Linked DNA regions of Mus musculus: region 2 is linked to region 1. The links are chromatin contacts, called in public Hi-C maps. All regions are on one chromosome and are shown on one strand. Each heading gives the region's core, a stretch centred on a gene start, on an enhancer-like site or on the middle of the called end of the contact. The rest is flanking DNA. Distances are from core to core; before and after follow the strand shown. Region 1 has its middle 11 kb from the start of Gm30470. Region 2 overlaps Nf1 (neurofibromin 1).

What was found. Hi-C and Micro-C count contacts between places; a contact is called where the count stands out from the background.
Region 2: a Hi-C map of CD8 T cells shows a contact between it and region 1, with 2.4 times the contacts expected there. The contact joins two enhancer-like sites. A contact is called at or near these places in 3 of 39 promoter capture datasets (hippocampal neurons, pre-B cells and stem cell-derived epiblast-like cells), 4 of 15 datasets of contacts at CTCF or cohesin (the NIH/3T3 cell line, embryonic stem cells, large pre-B cells and 1 more), 50 of 484 Hi-C or Micro-C datasets (the 63-12 cell line, B cells, the Ba/F3 cell line and 24 more), 3 of 115 datasets of contacts at active chromatin or transcription factors (the HPC-7 cell line, T-cell acute lymphoblastic leukemia and embryonic stem cells) and 1 of 9 other capture datasets (embryonic stem cells).

Annotation. Positions count from the first base shown.
Region 1 is chr11:79,212,773-79,215,590 of GRCm38.p6, forward strand. No RefSeq gene overlaps it. Among named protein-coding and RNA genes, the nearest start is that of Gm30470, 11 kb to the right of the region's middle. Within about 2 kb of position 1,454, at least 119 of the 459 cell types and tissues checked have an H3K27ac peak or open chromatin away from gene starts, as enhancers often do. A contact at or near this core is called in CD8 T cells and T-cell acute lymphoblastic leukemia, where this site is marked.
Region 2 is chr11:79,576,590-79,579,407 of GRCm38.p6, forward strand. Nf1 (neurofibromin 1) reads left to right here. Exons shown (of 58, transcript NM_010897.2): 58 at 1,665-2,818. The coding sequence ends at 1,807. Among named protein-coding and RNA genes, the nearest start is that of Rab11fip4, 13 kb to the right of the region's middle. Within about 2 kb of position 1,347, at least 29 of the 459 cell types and tissues checked have an H3K27ac peak or open chromatin away from gene starts, as enhancers often do. A contact at or near this core is called in CD8 T cells and T-cell acute lymphoblastic leukemia, where this site is marked.

The DNA of each region.
Region 1 (2,818 bases), core at 204-2,703:
GATCTTTCCTTTCTTCTGCGGCCATGCCATCCTGAGGAAGACCAGGAAACATTCCGGAGCCACGTGAGCCACAGCGGTCAGGGTCCCATATGTAAGCACCACGAGCACCCAGATGATGCTGGAGGCACGAATCACCACAGGATCAACTTTGACAAATATCATCATCCAGGGTACTTTGGGAAAGTTGGTGTGAGGCATGACCACTTCAAGAAGTTTCATAGCTTCTGCCCAATCGCCAACCTGGATAAATTGTGGGTGCTGGTCAGTGAGCAGACATGGGTCAATGCTACAAAACAAACAAACAAACAAGACAGCAGCTGCTCCCGTATGTGGTGTCCAATCAATCCGGCAACTTGTTCTAGGAAAGGGAAAGCTCCCTAGGCAGCTGTCATCATGAAGGCCAAATTCCTCGGCAGAAGAGCTGAAGAGAAGATAAAGGATGTTGGAGGTACCTGTGCTCTGGTGGCTTGAAGCCACCCAGGGGGTTAATTAAATGCTAATATTAAAAAAAATCTCTATGGGAACACATGTTGTAAATCGTCCTGGAATTTTTTACCTCATCCAACTATTGGTTGCTGTGGGGGTTTTTTTTTGTTTGTTTGTTTGTTTTTTTTTTTGAGACAGGGTTTCTCTGTGTAGCCTTGACTATCCTGGAACTCACTGTGTAGATCAGGCTGGACTCGAACTCACAGAGTTCGGACTGCCTCTGCCTGGGATTAAAGGGTTGCACCGCTCCTTCCTGTTCTTTAGAGTCTTCAATGAAGGGCTGGTTTCCCTTTCCTGTGTCCCCTTCGTTTTCCAAGTCTTTCTGGCTGCCTCAGATACCAGGACAAGTCTTTTGTATTCATAATTCGTGGAGTGCAGGGAGGTGAGGAGTCCAACCACGGGATCAGTGTGGCTTGAAACCTACTGTGTGGCCTTATTGTTACTTCATACTCCCGGGGTGGCTCTTGGGAAATAGCTGAGATTTCCAGACCGAGGCAAGTCTGTTGTTCTCTGGAACCTGGGAGGGAAGGAAAAGGGGAGCCTAGAGGGCCGGCGTGGGTCAGGTAGGCCATCTATAACTGTGGGATCCTCTTCTTCCTGGTGAGGGCCCAGGCTAGTATTTCTGGAACAACCCTGTTGCAGGACCCACAGTGATCACTATTTAGGAAATGTGTCTGCAAACAGTGTTGGGAACACCACAGGAGGAAGAGGCCGGAGTAGAAGATGAAATTATTCCTTGCAGTGCGGAGCTGTGATTTCCTAGCCCCTCTGGGCAGGATGTGCAATGCACTGTCCCTGTCCCATACACCTCAGGTCTTGGATTTCCCAGCCCAGATTGTGGCCGTTCCCTCACACTGCAGGCTTTGGCGCCCCCTGCCGGCCCCGGAGAGCCGTGCCACGCTCCGAGTCCCAGCGATGCCAGAAGGGCATGTCACTGCTGGGGCAGGATTAAGTCACTAGAAAGAAAGGAAATGAGTCACCACTCTTCGCAGCTGGGGGCGGCCTGGGGAGAGTGTCGAGATAAGGATACAGGAACTAGGGACAATGGCGGGAAGTGAGAGGAATGTGGGCCCAGGACAGCCTTCAGTACCCTCTGCACCCTGGACCAGCAAGGGAACCCTCCGAGGGAGGCAATAGGGGTGGGACGGGCTGAACCTTGGGTTGTTGGAAGAGAATGGGACAGAGGACAGCCCAGGGCGCCCATATCATCTTTCCCACATCCATTGAACTTCCTAAAAACCTTAGCTAGACTTCCTGAGAACTCCTGTAAGGCCCTTAGCATAAGACACAAACTGTAAGAACACCCCAACACTCGCCAGGGAACATGGGCAGTGTAAACATGGGTCGTGCTATTTCCAGCTATGGAGTCTATTTTCCAGAAGGAAAGTGTTCCCTCAGTAGTAAAGATCTCTGTAGTCCTTGCCCGGGGATTTAGGAGAGTTGGCCTTCGACCTCAAAATAGCTCTGGTCCCATCTGGATTAAGATGTCTGACAGCAGGCCCACAATTTGAAGTTGGAAAGTCTGTTCCAAACCAGTTGTCCGTTCCTTAAGTCCTGAATGTTCCTTCGTTAAGTAGTCATCCCTTTGTCCTGAAAAAATAAGATAACTTTATGTTCTATCTCAGACAAGAAGGGCTTTCCATGTGACCTTCCAAGGTGGCCCACTCGAGTTGCCCCTCATGTCTCAGGTGTGTGTGTTGAGTTCCCTCAGTAGGTCTCTACTTCCTGGAGGGCCTTTCCTCTGTTGTTCCTTTGAGCCAGAATTGAGACAGTCACCAGTGGAACTGGGTCTGCTAGAGAGTCATGGCCAGTGGGCAATTGGAGAAGAAGTAATGGACCCACCAGGAAATATCCCACTGGAAAGAGAAGAGCAGAAATTATTTTCACATATGAACATGTCTGGGCCTGCCAAAGGGGTGCCTAGAGTCCTCCAGTCCCTTAGGTGATGATTCTCCCAGAAGACATCTGTCTTGTCTGTCTTGTCCTACTCATTCCAGCCCACAACCCTGTCACGTGGGTGAGTCTACCAAGTGTCTCCTGAACACTAATGGTAAGTTTCCCATGGGACAAGAGAGCATTGTGGGATCTTCTCCCCTCTGGTGGTCTCAGCAGTGCGGGGCCACGATGACTCAGGGAACAGAGCTGCATCTAATCAGTCCAGATCTCCTTAGGATTTTGATAGGCGTCCCTGAGGCTGTCACCAGTCCCCTCCCTTCCCCAGATGGCCCCCTGTGCACACAGTACCCAGTATGCATATTCCGAGTCCACACAGATCTTTATGCTTTTTCCTCTGCTGGGCTTCAGAGCTCTTGTCTGAGCTGAGTTCAGGGGG
Region 2 (2,818 bases), core at 97-2,596, 360 kb after region 1:
CTTTCTAATGTACATGGTGCCAAGTAAGGGCTGCACGCATGAGGGCTGTGAATTAGAGGGCCCCAGCTATCACATTTTAAAGTGGAAACATTTGTTGCAAACCAATAGTTATTGAAAGTGATTAGCTAGATTTTATAAAGAAAAAAAAACATGAATGATAACTGGTCCCTTTCTGGGTGGTTTCACTCCAGCTGAAGAGATAAGATGTTTATGCAGGTTGTTGTTATAGGCAAAAGCTAGTGACTACAAGGAGGGCATAGAAGGTGGTTCTGGTAGGAGACGGATGGGAGAGGACGGGAGTGGAACTGTGTTGAATGAAGGCTGTGTCTTCCAGAGAACAGTCATCCCAGGTGCAGTTCTCCTCAGCCTACAAACTGCCGCATGGATCTGTCCCACTTCCTGTAACACAATAAATATCTTGTGGCTTAAAATAATACTTTATTGCCCAAAAATGGAAATGTTTCCATTCCCAAATGTAATGATTCTTTTTAAGTTCAAGTAGTCCATAAAGTTAAAGTTAGACCTGGGATAACGCTGCGGGCCATGACATGAGCAGATGGTTTCCTGCCTCCCCACCCCCAGTTAAGTGTGGCCTGCCCTTCCCTGCTCCTCCTCCTCGTGTGTCTGTGAACAGTTTATATCAGCTACCAGAATGCCTCCTGCCAATGGCTATGCTAGACATGATGAGTACAGTATCTATTTGGGAAGCAAATTCTTTTGAAGGGTAGAAGGCAGAAAAGTACACAGGTCATAAGTTTACAGTATAATGAACTTTTTAGAAGCAAACCCACTCATAATGAAGATCCAGGGCCAGGCACAGTGGCACATGAAGGCAAAGGCAGGCAGATCTCTGTGAGTTCCAGGACAGCCTAGTCTGCGTACCAAGTTTCAAGACATGTAGGGCTACACAGAGAGACCCTGTCTCAATCAACTAATGATCAAAATCCTACCAGGGATTGTGAAGGAACATGCTCGCTGCCTAAACTGCCTTCCTCACCTCCTTCAGACTGTTCTTTTCTATCTTTATTTGTAACCTTTATCAATATGCTGAGATTTTTCTAAATTTGCCCTTTTGTTCTGATCACCTTTCTGAAAATAACGTTTACATTATTTGTAAAATACATTATAGGACCCTTGAGTGAGGTTGAGACAAGTGTAGTGACTCTCCATGATTGAAATGAAGCCAAGATCCGGGCATGGCCTGCGTGGTAGGTCACCTTTTCAGGAGATGCCCTCATTCCTCCAGAACAGGCATTGAGGCCGATTAAAGGAGAAGTATATGCCTTTTTCTGAAATGGCGGCTATGCAGAAAGATGGATACATGGCTAGAATCTGCCCTCTGCTGGACACTCATGGTACAACTGGGAGAAGGTACTCTCCTAAGGCTTCCTGGATGGCCAGCCTTTCACCCTACCTCCCTCCAGCTGTTCTTGCAACTTCTCTTTTCTCTTACGCTGTTTCACAACAATGATAGAAAATTCAGCTTAGCAAGGTGTGAGGCAAAGTATGTGGCAAGGCCTTTGTAAATGTCCTGGCAGTTTACTGTGAATGTGGAGTATGCTGGGACTGCTCACCATTCCAATCTCACCCACAAGCAATGAATGAGATTGGGTCCTGAGCTAGCGTCAGGAGAGGAGGAGTAACCAGCTGTTGTGTCTCTCCAGGACTCGACAAGGAGAACGTTGAACTCTCCCCCACCGCTGGCCACTGTAACAGTGGACGGACTCGCCATGGATCCGCAAGCCAAGTGCAGAAGCAAAGAAGTGCTGGCAGTTTCAAACGTAATAGCATTAAGAAGATCGTGTGAAGCGTTCTTTGTTTCACTCTTCAAACCAACCTAACATGGCTTCTCACTAGTGACCCCTCACCTTGCACTGCTGCACTTCGTGTCTTATGATCCCATCTGGTCGCCGTGTCGCCAGACGGTCATCTCTTGGAGCATTGCCTAAGTTTAATGCTGCTTTTCTTTGATGTTTTTCCTTCTACTTTGGCATGTGTCTGGTTGAGCACTTGTTCTGAGGACAGCAGAGACAGCAGGCGGTCAGGAGGCCTGACTGAGAGCGTGGACCGTGGGTGTGGATGAACCCTGCAGTGCTGCCGCTGCCGCAAGCCACGGGCCGTACGCGGAGGACGGCCTTCTGTGTTCCCGTCTTGCAGAGTGAAGGGGTCGTCTTAGTTACACACTTATAAGTTTGGGGGAGAAATCATATTTTAACCCCAGTGTATTTAATCTTCTAGCTGTGGACTTTTTTTTTTTTTTTTTTTTACCTTATGTAGTTGAAGGAACCACAGAGGCCAAGCCTCAATAAAGCCACAGGCCAGGGACTGAGGGAGGGGCAAACTAATATTTTGTAACGAATTCTTAAGAAATACTAACATTTGAGTCTTAGCAATAAGTACAGGAAAATAAGCGTGACACACACATCTTAACATTGCTGAATTAAAGCTATTGGTTCTGAGGCCTTATACATACTTGGTCATCCAACCTGGGTAATTTTTTTCCAGTTGATTATCTTTTAATTTTTACATATGAAGGTGTTCTGTTCTTTTTTTTTTTTTTTAAGCCAAGACTATACTAAGTATAGAAACTACACTTGTGTTTGCACTTGCTTTCTCCTCTTTCCTAAGTGATTCTAAGCAGGGTAATTTGCAGACAGAGTGGTGAGACTCGTTTCCACAAGGTAATTTTCATAGCTCTTTCCATTGGCTCCGTAGCAAAATGGAATGGTACGTGACATAGGGTAGGTGATATTTTTATTTTGTTAAATAATTTTCCAAGAAACAGAATATGCTGTATATTATCATAAATTTCTTTGAT